4 separate regions of the Mus musculus genome follow, and regions 1, 2 and 4 are each linked to region 3. Evidence: chromatin contacts called from public HiChIP or PLAC-seq and Micro-C data. All regions are on one chromosome and are shown on one strand. The core of a region is the stretch at or near the end of the contact, and the rest is flanking DNA. Distances in the headings are between cores, read along the strand shown. Region 1 holds the start of Aldh1l1 (aldehyde dehydrogenase 1 family, member L1). Region 2 holds the start of Slc41a3 (solute carrier family 41, member 3). Region 3 holds the start of Fbln2 (fibulin 2). Region 4 holds the start of Fgd5 (FYVE, RhoGEF and PH domain containing 5).

Region 1 (3,016 bases), core at 455-2,954, 660 kb before region 3:
GTCAGCTTCCAGGCTGACCTTTGGGGCATTCCATCGCCCACCCTTCTGCCAACTCCATTCCAACTGCCGAGTACAGAGCACACCAAATCCTGACATTTAATCATGCTACGTACAGATTTTAGCCCTTTAACTGCAAGCATGCCACCTGGTGTTGGGTCATCGCATACGCCTGTGGGTGGCATAAGATGGATAACACTGAAACTGGAGGGTCATAAAGGAAAGCGGAAAGCCCGCCCCAGGGCTGCAGTTGGGGACAGCTTCTCTGAAGATGTGGTGCGTTAATGGTGGGAGCTTCCTAACTCAAGGAGATAGTAAACAACACACAAAAGTCCGTGCGTGAGTCCTGGAGGACTTTTTGAGCGACTATTATCTGCCTTGTTAAGGAAGCAGGAAAGACAACTGTTGCATTTCCTGATCTCAGAGAGCTTACAGTCTGGTAGGAGAGCAGATGCACAGAGGACAGGGGCACTGAGGGCATGGTTAGTTCTCTATTGGCAGTAACTGAGAGTGGAGGGGCACAGAAGAGCCCAAGAGGCTCCTTAGGTTGTGTGGAGGGTACAATATGTTTGGGCTGAGCAACCCAGAGCCAGACTTTGTCTGGCTGGTAAGAGACAGAGGTGCCTGCTATCACAATCCAAGGGTCTGCTTGAGGCAGAGCCAGTGCAAAGGATGTGGTTAGAGCCAGCCTGGTGTACTGAAGAGGGGCGAAGAGCTTGAGTAAGGAGTCTCAGCGGTGGTTTGAGAGGCAGGGTGGTTAATGGAGTAGCTGCAGGGGAGAATCCTTGGGAGGGAGCCTGCAGGACAGAGCTTTGGTCAGGAAGTGATGGGCATGTCACTGGACCCTGTATTGTCTCTGACTTTTCTCAAGTAGGACAATGACTCTGCCCAGGGAGGGGGTCTGTGACAAGGTGGAAGGGCCAGAGGAGAACTTCTGAGAAGAAAACCAGAGGCCGTGAAGAGGTGGGAAGGGCATGGGATTCAGAACCTCAGGCCCACCAGGACACAACCCCAGGTCCACAGCAGATGGGTGACCTTGCATGTCTCAGTCACCAGCATTGTGCTCCTTGCTTATCACGCTTGGGTGAAGGAAATGACCCAAATAGCATAAAGCCTGAAGGCCGGGACTAGGCCAGCTAGGGCTTGCCCTTCCCTTCCCAGCTGCACTTTCCATAGGTCCCACCTTCAGCAGATTAGACCCGCCTCCTGCTTCCTGCCTCCTTGCCTCCTCACTCATGGGTCTATGCCCACCTCCAGTCTCGGGACTGAGGCTCACTGAAGTCCCATCGAGGTCTGGTCTGGTGAATCAGCGGCTGGCTCTGGGCCCTGGGCGACCAGTTAGGTTCCGGGCATGCTAGGCAATGAACTCTACCCGGAATTGGGGGTGCGGGGAGGCGGGGAGGTCTCCAACCCAGCCTTTTGAGGACGTGCCTGTCGCTGCACGGTGCTTTTTATAGACGATGGTGGCCCATTTTGCAGAAGGGAAAGCCGGAGCCCTCTGGGGAGCAAGGTCCCCGCAAATGGACGGATGACCTGAGCTTGGTTCTGCCAGTCCACTTCCCAAATCCCTCACCCCATTCTAGGGACTAGGGAAAGATCTCCTGATTGGTCATATCTGGGGGCCTGGCCGGAGGGCCTCCTATGATTGGAGAGATCTAGGCTGGGCGGGCCCTAGAGCCCGCCTCTTCTCTGCCTGGAGGAGGAGCACTGACCCTAACCCTCTCTGCACAAGACCCGAGCTTGTGCGCCCTTCTGGGAGCTTGCTGCCCCTGTGCTGACTGCTGACAGCTGACTGACGCTCGCAGCTAGCAGGTACTTCTGGGTTGCTAGCCCAGAGCCCTGGGCCGGTGACCCTGTTTTCCCTACTTCCCGTCTTTGACCTTGGGTAAGTTTCTTTTTCTTTTGTTTTTGAGAGAGGCACCCAGATCCTCTCCACTACAGGCAGCCGCTGAACCTTGGATCCTCAGCTCCTGCCCTGGGAACTACAGTTCCTGCCCTTTTTTTCCCACCTTGAGGGAGGTTTTCCCTGAGTAGCTTCGACTATCCTGGAACAAGCTTTGTAGACCAGCCTGGGTCTCCGGAGAGTTGGGATTAAAGGCGTGCACCACCACCCCAGGCTCATGTCCTAGGAGTTTTCTTGAGCACAGCTGAATCTTGGCTTCTGGTCTGTAAAATGTGGAGGTGTGGTGTCTTAACAGTACACCTCTCCTGAGGTTCCTGGAGAATTCTGGTCCTAGGCAGCTGGTGGTGAGTGTTGGCACTGTCCTCTGTCCATATAAGTTCTCTGTGCCCAGGAGACAGCAGGGACATATTTTACAGAGGCATTTGAGACACAGGGAAGGTGAAGTTCACTAAGGCCTTGCAGGCTTGAGAGCTGGGTTGCTCTATTGTTCCCTGTAGCCACACCCAGGATCATGGAAGTGTCTGATCTTGACTCCCTGAGGGACTTATCCACCCCCCACCTGGAGCCAGGGCAAAGAGGCTATCATAGGAGAGGGTCAGCCTTGAGCAGTTATAGGAGGGGGTTCCTTGCAGAATGTCTGGCCATGGGGTGAACTCTGACTACCACTAGGTCTGCTCCCAGCATGGGACTGCAGCAGGCTATAGAGGGAGGGCTCCTGCCACTGTTCTGCTGTCCTGACCCAGGGGCTAGAAGAAGGGACCTGCGGAACAGGAGCCCTCTGAGTCCCTGAAGGCCCAAGGCTTCAGCAGCCCCTGGGGGTGTCCCATGACAAGAAGACAGGGGTGGGAGTCTGCACCCTATAGCCTGGGGCTCAGTAGACCCTCCAGACCCTCATTTGCTATCTGTGTGGCCAAAGGCCAGCTTTATGTGACAGTCCTCACTCCATGTTCCTTCTTGTCCCTGAGCTGTGATAACGGCTGATCTGCAGCCATCCTGACTGAAGCCAGAAGTGGGGTTTTTGTTGTTTTGTTTGCTTGTGTTTTTCTCCCTTACTCTTTCTATAAATAACAGATGTTCAGAGGGAAGGGAGGCAGGTGAGGGAGCACAGAGCTGAAA
Region 2 (2,996 bases), core at 352-2,851, 610 kb before region 3:
GCCGAGGACCGAGTCCTAAAGACTGTACTTTCTCCCTTCATTGCCTCTGCTTGTTTATTTGCTGATGTCCCCAAGCCCTGCAGAGTCCCTGCTGACACCCTGCTCTGCTCCTGCCCGCCTCTGGCTACCTCTGTCCTCAGGGAGTACCCGCTTCATGTGAGGTCTAGTGGGTGGTGACCTTGTCCTGCTCTCTGCTCTTTCTAGTCGGCTATCTCTGAGTTTCCCAGAACTCACGTGTTGCCATGTTGGTAGTGAACCTCCTGTTGTCTTTTCTGCCTCTCCTTTTCACTGTCACAGGGCTTTCTGGGTCAGCCTTTAATCAAAGGGTTTGTGATGGAGGGATCAGGGGCTGAGGTCCAGGGTTCTCTTCAAGACTGTGACACCAGTTATTGCTTTTCCCTGTTCTAGTCAGACCTAAGATTCTGCTACCCCCCACCTGCCCACAGTGCCTCAGTCTGGGAATCAAACTCGTTAAACCTTTATGAAACCTTCAAAAGTATGGGCTAAAATAAACCCTTTTCTTTGTATAAGTTGATTTTGTTACAATAAATGAAAGCATATCAACATGGAGTTCAAGGTTCATGGATGGCTATTCCTGGTGACGCCTCCCTCCTACTGTCTTTCTATGTCTCACCTGCATGCACACAGGGAGAATGAGCTGGCAGGGTCTCTTCCTGAGAGGACTCCAGTCGCATTGTGACTGCACCCTGTGACTTCACTTGTTCATTGCTACCTCTTACATAAGCTGGATTGACAAATGCAATCACTTTGGGAGCTTGGAATTCAGCACTATATTTTGACAATGTAAGCCATCCAGTCTGTAAATTCTCCTAACATGTGGAACACTGTCATCTGTTTTTGTTTTGTTTTTCATTTGCTGGGGACAGAATCCAGGAACTGGGCTTGCATCTCCCCGGGCCTTGCCCTGTCATACTTTTTTTGTGTTGTATTCTTCAAAACTACTGTCTTACAGGTCTTGCACATCCGGTTTCTGCAGGTGCAGTTGGCAGCTTAGAATCCAGCCAGGGCTCAGGATTCTTGAATCAGCCAAGAGCCATAAGTGGGGGCACGGGATAGATTGTAGGAGCTGGTGTCCACTGAGGCTCACCACTGCTGGCTGAGTCTTCCAAGGCTGTATCTTGATAAGAGTGAGAGGATCACACATGTTGAAGGACAGAAGAACTTTCATGACACATACACAAGTGTTCAAAGGTGAAATATTCAGAAATGTCAGATTGAAAACTGAACAGGCAAATGTGTATCCTAAGGGAAGCTGGCCCTTGCAGTGTGCTACTGGAGGCTACTCCGTCGCCCAGCCCCGCCCCCGCCCGTGGCCCCGCCCGTGACCCCGCCCTACTCATGGTCCTGTTCCGGGGTCTAGCTTCTTCTTTCTTGGCCCCACCCCAAGCGGCACCGCCTCTGAGGCGTGTCATTGGGTCCTTCGGCACCCAGGGAGCATCCCTGCACACCCCACTGCTCGATCAGAGAGCTGTCCTGACTAAAAGGCTTTAAAAATTGGGTTTTTCAAGCGCCACCTCTGTGGATTGGCCCCGCCCACAACACTCGCCCAGCAACCCTCCCCTCCTGTGGCCCCGCCCCTCTGTCTGGACGCCTAGGCAGGGCGGGGCTGGCCCGCCTGCTGCCCTTCTCGCTTCCTCCCGCCGCAGGCCTCCACAGTGTCCAGCGCGCGCCTGGCCGCCTCGCTTTCGCCGCCGGCCGGGAGAGGACCGGTAAGCGCGGGCAGGAGCTGGACTGGGAGCCGGGGAAGCCAAGGGAAAGCGGAGCGTCAATGGCCCTCGGGATGGGGCGTGGGGCACAGGATCTGTCTTAGGCACACTGGGCGGGTCAGTTTGTGGCATCCTCGCTCCAAAGGTCTGCAGGGACCCGCCCCGCTGATCTCTCTCCCTCTGCCTGTGATGAACCCCAGAGCGCCTGACTCTAGGGGTTATGGTTAACTCCTTCAGCACCCCGAGATCATCCTTGACCACCCTAAGGCAGGCTCAGCGAGCTGTCCCTGCGCTCCAGGTTGTCAAGCTAGAGGTTGTTCAGACTTGAGAAGATCCCTCAGTCTACCAGATCCTTTCTATAAATCTTTTAAAACTCAGGTTTTCAAACTGCTTCTTCGCCACGGAGACCACTTAGAGACGCAGCCATTCCAACCTGACCCAGATATCTAGATGAGCTTGCTCTGCTTCCTGACGCTGGCTGGCCTCATGCTGGTACTATGGTAGCTTAAGAACCACGACTGTAAAGTAGTACAGAAGAGCCTGGAGTCAGGCCAAGTGCCCTGTAAGGAAAATATACTATAGAAGGGTATAGTGATCTCCCCTTATTGCAGGGAGTTACAAACATGTTCCCAAAGAGTGTCTGAATCCTGGAATGATATCCAGACATATAGATTGTTTTCCTAATATACATACCTATGGTAGAGCTTAACTTGTGAACTAGACACAGTAAAAGATGAACACCCCTAAGGTAGGGCAGGTGTAATCATATACTGTGATACAATTGTCACCATCACTATACTTGTGCCATTATTAAGTAGACTAAGCGTTGCTTGGCCAACAGCTCAGCCACCCTAACAACTGTTGAGAGGGTGACTAGCTGATGGGCAGCATCTGCAGCATAGATCCCTATGCCGAGGAGTGCTGCATGTTCTAGGAGGGACAGTGTAGTGTTAACTGAATCGGTCCACCATGCTGCTCAGAACTGAGCACAAAACCTACAAATTCTTTATTTCTAGAAATGTTCTCTTAATATTTTTGGTAGTAAGCAAAACCTCTGAAGGTACCCTAGGATAAAGGGTCTTACAGCGCTCCGTTCATACTCTGAGGTGGATGGTATTTTGCTCTCCCAAGGTCACACATCTGCGAAGAGGAGAAACTGGGATTCGAACCCTGAGTTTGGGTTCCCGTACATTCCCACCGGAATGTTCTATAAAGTCAAGAAGATAAAGTGCAGATGTGCTCTCCTTATTCTACATAGTGGGCAGCTAA
Region 3 (2,809 bases), core at 97-2,596:
GGAAAGAAGTCTTAGCTGCTAAGTAATTCTACAAACGATCATTTATAAACCAATCTCAAAAAGGTAGCCAGGGAGAGAATGCAGCCAAGTGGCAGGATAGAAGGGCTCTGATGTGGTCTCAGAAAGGGGATATTTTATCTCAAAACAAGGATGCACCAGCCCTAGGCTCCTGGGGGAGAGGTGTTCGGGTAGAGGTTAACAGCATACACAAAGGCCCTGAGAGAGGCGTTTGTGGAAAGAGCCCACAGAGGCAGGCTGGGTCAGACTTTTCCATTCAGCTCTGCTCTCCACAACCCATCCTGGTTCCTCTACAATTCCCTGGCTCTTTCTAGGTGCAGCTATGTAACCCTGGGCAGATAGCTTCCTTCTCTGTCTTTTTGTTTGCTCTTGGCTGCCTCACACCTGTTCTGGGCCATGGGGTCTTACTCTTGGGCCACAGCTGCTCCTAGGATGACGGGCAGTGGCTATAGGGGCATCCATCTCTGGCAGGTATGGGAGGTGATTAGCAGTCCTGGATCTCAGACAGTGAAGCTCACTGTTGACTTTCTACCATGCACAGGCCCTGGGCCTGCTGAGAGTGGACAGTGGTGACCAGACACCTCTGTCATTTGGGGGGCAGGGAGCCAAGGGCCCAGTAATGATATGTTTTGAGTTTATATCTTACAGAGTGTTGACTGCCTCTTGGGCACTGTGCTGTGGATGACAGTGTTCTCCACAGCTCCCTACCCACAGAGGTCAAGAGGATTGGCTAAGCCACACCATAGTACAGGCAACTGAATCAGGATAAAAAAAGAAGAAGAAGGAGGAGGAGGAGGAGGAGGAGGAGGAGGAGGAGGAGGAGGAGGAGGAGGAGAAGAAGAAGAAGAAGAAGAAGAAGAAGAAGAAGAAGAAGAAGGAGGAGGAGGAGGAGGAGGAGGAGGAGGAGGAGGAGGAGGAGGAGGAGGAGAAAGAAAGAAAGAAAGAAAGAAAGAAAGAAAGAAAGAAAGAAAGAAAGAAAGAAAGAAAGAAAGAAAGGAAAAAAAGAAAAAGGGCAGGGTGATCTAGACAGTGGAGAACTAAGATGGGAGCATGCCCATGCCTAGTTTCTGCAGACCTGTCCCTGGGCAGCTTTGAGCCTGGGTACCTCTGGCTATCACAGGGTGCTGGGTCCAGGAGGAGAAGCTAAAGGGTGGCGCAGTACTGAGACATCTGAGTCTCAATATAGCCAAAGCATGGTGAGAGGGAGTGGAAAGAGGGACTCAGAGACCCGGACAGGAGAGCGCCGGCTCCTGGGCTCCTATTTGGGCTTGTTGAGCACTGGGTTGGGCGAAGTCTTAGCAAAATCGAGGCCCCGCCCTGAGGCGGGACCTGTGGGGCGGGGTCTCAAGGCCTGGCTAGTCCCGCTCTTCTCCAACCCCGAGCCGCGCGCCACCCGGACTCTGGATTCACCGACGGCGGGTGCGCGGACAGACTGACGGCGGCGCAGCTCAACACAGAGCACCGGGTAAGTACAGAGCCTTCGATCTCCACCCCGCGCTTCCTCTAGGTCAGTCACGTTCTCTTGATCGCTGGCTCGTCTCTCTGGCTCTCCAGACACCAGACTAGTCCTTCAGGGTCTCCCAGGGTCACTCCCCCAGCTGCCCCCCATCCCCGGCGGGAAAGATTGGGCCTCTCGGTCTGGTACCACCCCACCCTCAGTCACAAACTGCCACACATGCACTCACACTAGCAGAAGTTACTGCAAGCTCTGCAGAGGCACAGGCCACCCCAACACCCAGCCCAGAATCTCTCGTGCAGGGGCTGTGCACGTTCACTTCTCCCACATCCCTCTGCACGTGAGTGCTTTCACACACACTTGCATGTTTTAGGCATCCTTCAGACATGCATATGTGTCCGTGTTAGGCACGTGTGCGTTCGACATCCATAGAAAGTTTGGTTCAGTGCCGGTTGGTTCAATGCTTCGCTTATCTCCATCCGCTATTCCACACACATCTCCCACACGGGCCTGTGTTGGACACAGAGGGCCCCACACTCAGGTTCACAGACAGAGTCATGGTCCCTAGCATCTGCGGTTCCCCTGCTGAGTGGGAGCCTCAGCCTAGAGAGAAGGAGGTGGCTGCTGGTGTTAGTCTTGGCTCACTCTTGGAGTGGCCTAGGGGGCCCAGGAGGGGCTAAGTCTTCAGGGGTGGGCTTGGCTCCTCACCACCTCTTGTTTCCCCGCCCCCCCTCTCCTAGGCAAGAGTCCATCCTTTCTTCCTCAGCCAGCCTGAGATCGTGCCCATCTGCTTCACGGTGATGGCCACTTGGACCAGTCCGAAGTTGGTCTGAGCCAGCAGGTGTTCTATGACTGGCCAGAGAGACAAAAAGGAATTTGTGGTGTGTGGGTCCTTGTTGCTCAGAGGATGCTGAACCTGACCCTCTCCAGGAGAGCTTGGGTGACGTGGGTGGGTGGCAGCAGAGGGCTCCCTGGGCTTGGCATTGAGTGGAGCTAATACATATTTGTGATGGAATGATCGGAGCTCTCGCCTCACCTTCCAGAGGTGCCAAGTATGTGTGTGTGTGTGTGTGTGTGTGCAGGACCCCCAAGAGGAAAGGCAGGATGGGAGATGTTGCCAAGGGTGGGTACCTCTTGTCTTCCCGCCCACCCCTTCATGTAGTATGTAGAAAGCATCTGACTGGAGGTGCAGACCCGCCAGCCCCGGCTGTGACTAGCTCTGCATGTTTTGCTTGGCTCTCAGTATGCTATTATTGTTTTTAAAAATTTAATTAGCTGCCAGCATTTACTAACTGGCAGCTTTCACAGAAAAGTCCGGATTTCCGTCTTTTCTTG
Region 4 (2,982 bases), core at 18-2,517, 770 kb after region 3:
TAGCATGAGTTGGGGAAAGGCACCCAAAGCCATGGTGCACTTGTGGAGACCAGAGACAACCATTGGAATCTGCTCTCTCTCCTTCCACCTATGTGAGGTCCAGGGATTGAACTCTGATGTCCAGGTTTACGTGGCAAGCTCTTTACTCACTGAGCCATCTCGCTGACCCCAGCCATAAATTTTCTATTCCAGAGTCAAAAGTATTTTTCCACAAAGGGCTGGAGGTTTCAGTGTCTGGTGTGGTGACTCTGGGATGAAAAGGTCATTTGAAAAATTCAAATTCAGTTCTTAATTGTACAGTAGAGGGAAACATAGACCGCTCAAGGACATGTCATGCCTTTACATGCCTCAAGTCCCCCCAAGTTATCTCCTTCACTTCTTGTTTGGTTGACCCCTCTCACTGGGGACCTCCTCTGAGCTCCAGACCCAAGCTGTAGGACTGTGTATGTCAGACAGGACTCCCTGAGGGCAAAGGCATCTATATGGTCATTAACAGGCAGTACGGAGGAGATACTGGGTCTCACTATCTGGATACAATGTGAATCAAGCCCCCCACCCCCACCCCCACCCCCAGAAACGAGATAGCCCTTTCCAGCCATCTCCAAGAGGTGATGGATGACTACACAGACATACTCTGAAGCTCCCGGCTTCTGACTTGGGTTTCCTCAGAAAGTCCTGGCAGTTGCTCTGATTCTGAGTCTGATGAGGGCCCGGAAATGCGCATTTCACACACTCCCCATGGGTTCTGGCTATGGAGAGCCCCAACTGGTCTTCTTCACAGCCAGGGTGCTTCTCCATGGTGTTTGTTGGTTTAATTCGCCTTCTGTCCCTAACGACCTCTTCATTTGAGCTCTCCATGAGGAAGAGAACTTGTAGCTATCACGCTCCGTGGTCGCCTAGCCCAGACTGAATGAACATCCAAATCTGAAAATAAAGGGATGGATGGCCTCTGTCCCTAAGCCTTGTACAGCTCCTTTGGTCTCCTTGATCATAGCCCTGGCCCCTTTAAGTGTGCGTGGGGACGCCGGGACCCTCGGTCTCTGACAGCACAGAAAAAAAAAAAAAAGAAAAAAAAAAAAGCCTTCCTCTCGGGAGCGGGAGGAAACATAGGAGGGGGCGGAGGCGCGGCCGGAGCCTGGAGCCCCGAGCTTGAGCGGACGCCCCGCCCAACCCGAGCCCCGCGCCCAGCGCCCCTCGCCTTGCCGCGGAGTGCTGCGCCCGGGGCGGGCCGGGCCGGGGCGGGCGCGGGCGCGGTGGACTGGGCGGCAGTGGGACTCCGACTGACCGACCCGCACAGCACGCAGCGACCAGCCTCGGGCTCCGCGGTGGAAGATGCACAGAGCAGGTAGGAGCCCGCGCCACCTTCCGCGCTCCGGCGGCAGGCTCTGCGAGTGGAGCTTGCGGGACCCGGGTTCCCCTCTCTAGTAGCCCAGAGTTCGGGTGTTCTGTCCCACGCACCTCGCCGTTGTCCCCCGAGGAAGGGTCCCCTCAGAAACCAGGACACCCTGCCTTCCAAATCGTGCCCTCCAACACCCAATCCTTCCCCTTCTGTCCTTTGGGTCCCAGCAGGTCCTCCTTCACCCTTTGGTGGCTGCATTTGGTTCCCGGGCGCCGACGCCAGTCTGTTCTGGCACTCCAGGGCTCGACACACCCCACTCTGCCATCAAACACCTTGGTTGAGTTAGGAAGCTTGGGCTGTTCCTCTAGATGCACCCCTCTTAAAACCCTCAGCCCGGGCTCCACTACCGGTCCGAGGCCCCGTCACTCCCAGGAGCGTCAGCGTCCCTCTTACCCCCTTCCCCCTCGGGTCTCAGTCTGTGAATCAGACTTCACCAGGTCAGTGATTCCGGGAAACACAAAAGTGTTCTCAAAGAAATTTAGCGATCTCTGCCGAGGAGTGCCATTTAGCAGATTGAGAAAGTGAGCCTCAGTCAGATGGGCGGTGCCTGGAATCTGGATTCCCAGCTGCTGTACACAGGAAAGTTCTCAAAGATGAGCGCGTGCTAGGTAGTAATCCTGAGACCTATCTGCTCCACGCGGTTGCACCCTGTTTTCTTTTACTGCTATCGCTGAGCAGAAGAGGAACTCCTTCCTCACCAAGGACCCTGTTCAATGCCACACTTCCCAACACACATCCCCAAAGAAACAGGAAGCCACCATTTTGGCTGTCTTGGAACCATATCCTGCTGCTGTTACTGCTGCTGTTGGTGGTGGTGGTGGTGGCCTCGGTGGTGGCGGTGGCAGTAGTGGTGGTGTGTGTGAGGGGCAGGAGGAGTTGAGGCTTTTTTTTCTTTTTAAGAGTGTTTTACTGAAAAGTCATTGTCTTGGGAGCAAGGTGCGGCTGGAGACATTGGGCTGGTCTTACAACAGACTGAGGAGTGGGGCAGCCACCTCCCTGTGTCCAGGCATTGGTGTTGCTGAGGGTAATTAACGTGGGTCACAGAATTGAGGGGCATAAGGAGGAGAGTCACCGCATAGGAGTGGAGAGGACTGGAACAGGGTTCCCAGGGGCTGGCTACCCACTGCTCTCTGGGGAAGGTTGTAGTCTGGACAGAGATAGGCTGGCTTTCCCTACTCTCCTAACAAAACAGCTTGGTAACAATGGAGAGAGCCAGTCCAGCTTCCCCATATTTTCCTGTATGAAGCTGGAGCAGGCCCTCCTTTCCTAAGAGTCTGGAGGGTGGAGGGAAACAGAACAAATTTAGATGTAGATTTGACCCCAGGAAGCCTTTGCAGTGGGCACTTTTAGATCTAGCTGCCTTGTAATTTGTGTCTGTAGACATGATTCCCTTTTCAATATGATAGCCTTCCATGGTGACCGGTGGATGTCACACTCCCTGCCTCCAGATCTCATGGCTCCAGGACTCCCTGGGGTTGGATCTCAGAGCCACCATATGCTTATGTGACCTTGAGCAGGTTTCTTAACTGCTGTCCCTCAGTTTATCTATCGGACAAATCAAGATCTGTCTCAGACTTGTCTCT

Evidence for each region. Hi-C and Micro-C count contacts between places; a contact is called where the count stands out from the background. HiChIP or PLAC-seq counts read pairs in DNA pulled down with a chosen protein or histone mark.
Region 1: a Micro-C map of embryonic stem cells shows a contact between it and region 3, with 4 times the contacts expected there. The contact joins the promoter of Aldh1l1 here to the promoter of Fbln2 in region 3. A contact is called at or near these places in 1 of 484 Hi-C or Micro-C datasets (embryonic stem cells) and 1 of 115 datasets of contacts at active chromatin or transcription factors (pancreatic cancer cells).
Region 2: a contact with region 3 is called in a FOXA1 HiChIP or PLAC-seq map of pancreatic cancer cells. The contact joins the promoter of Slc41a3 here to the promoter of Fbln2 in region 3. A contact is called at or near these places in 1 of 39 promoter capture datasets (pre-B cells), 1 of 484 Hi-C or Micro-C datasets (Sertoli cells) and 1 of 115 datasets of contacts at active chromatin or transcription factors (pancreatic cancer cells).
Region 4: an H3K4me3 HiChIP or PLAC-seq map of bone marrow-derived macrophages shows a contact between it and region 3, with 8 times the contacts expected there. The contact joins the promoter of Fgd5 here to the promoter of Fbln2 in region 3. A contact is called at or near these places in 1 of 39 promoter capture datasets (pre-B cells) and 1 of 115 datasets of contacts at active chromatin or transcription factors (bone marrow-derived macrophages).

The regions. Positions count from the first base shown.
Region 1 is chr6:90,549,089-90,552,104 of GRCm38.p6, forward strand. Aldh1l1 (aldehyde dehydrogenase 1 family, member L1) reads left to right here and starts at 1,705. Exons shown (of 23, transcript NM_027406.2): 1 at 1,705-1,882.
Region 2 is chr6:90,603,279-90,606,274 of GRCm38.p6, forward strand. It overlaps Slc41a3 (solute carrier family 41, member 3), which reads left to right and starts at 1,602. Exons shown (of 11, transcript NM_027868.2): 1 at 1,602-1,730.
Region 3 is chr6:91,211,418-91,214,226 of GRCm38.p6, forward strand. It overlaps Fbln2 (fibulin 2), which reads left to right and starts at 1,347. Exons shown (of 18, transcript NM_007992.2): 1 at 1,347-1,483.
Region 4 is chr6:91,977,698-91,980,679 of GRCm38.p6, forward strand. It overlaps Fgd5 (FYVE, RhoGEF and PH domain containing 5), which reads left to right and starts at 1,268. Exons shown (of 21, transcript NM_172731.3): 1 at 1,268-1,345. The coding sequence starts at 1,333.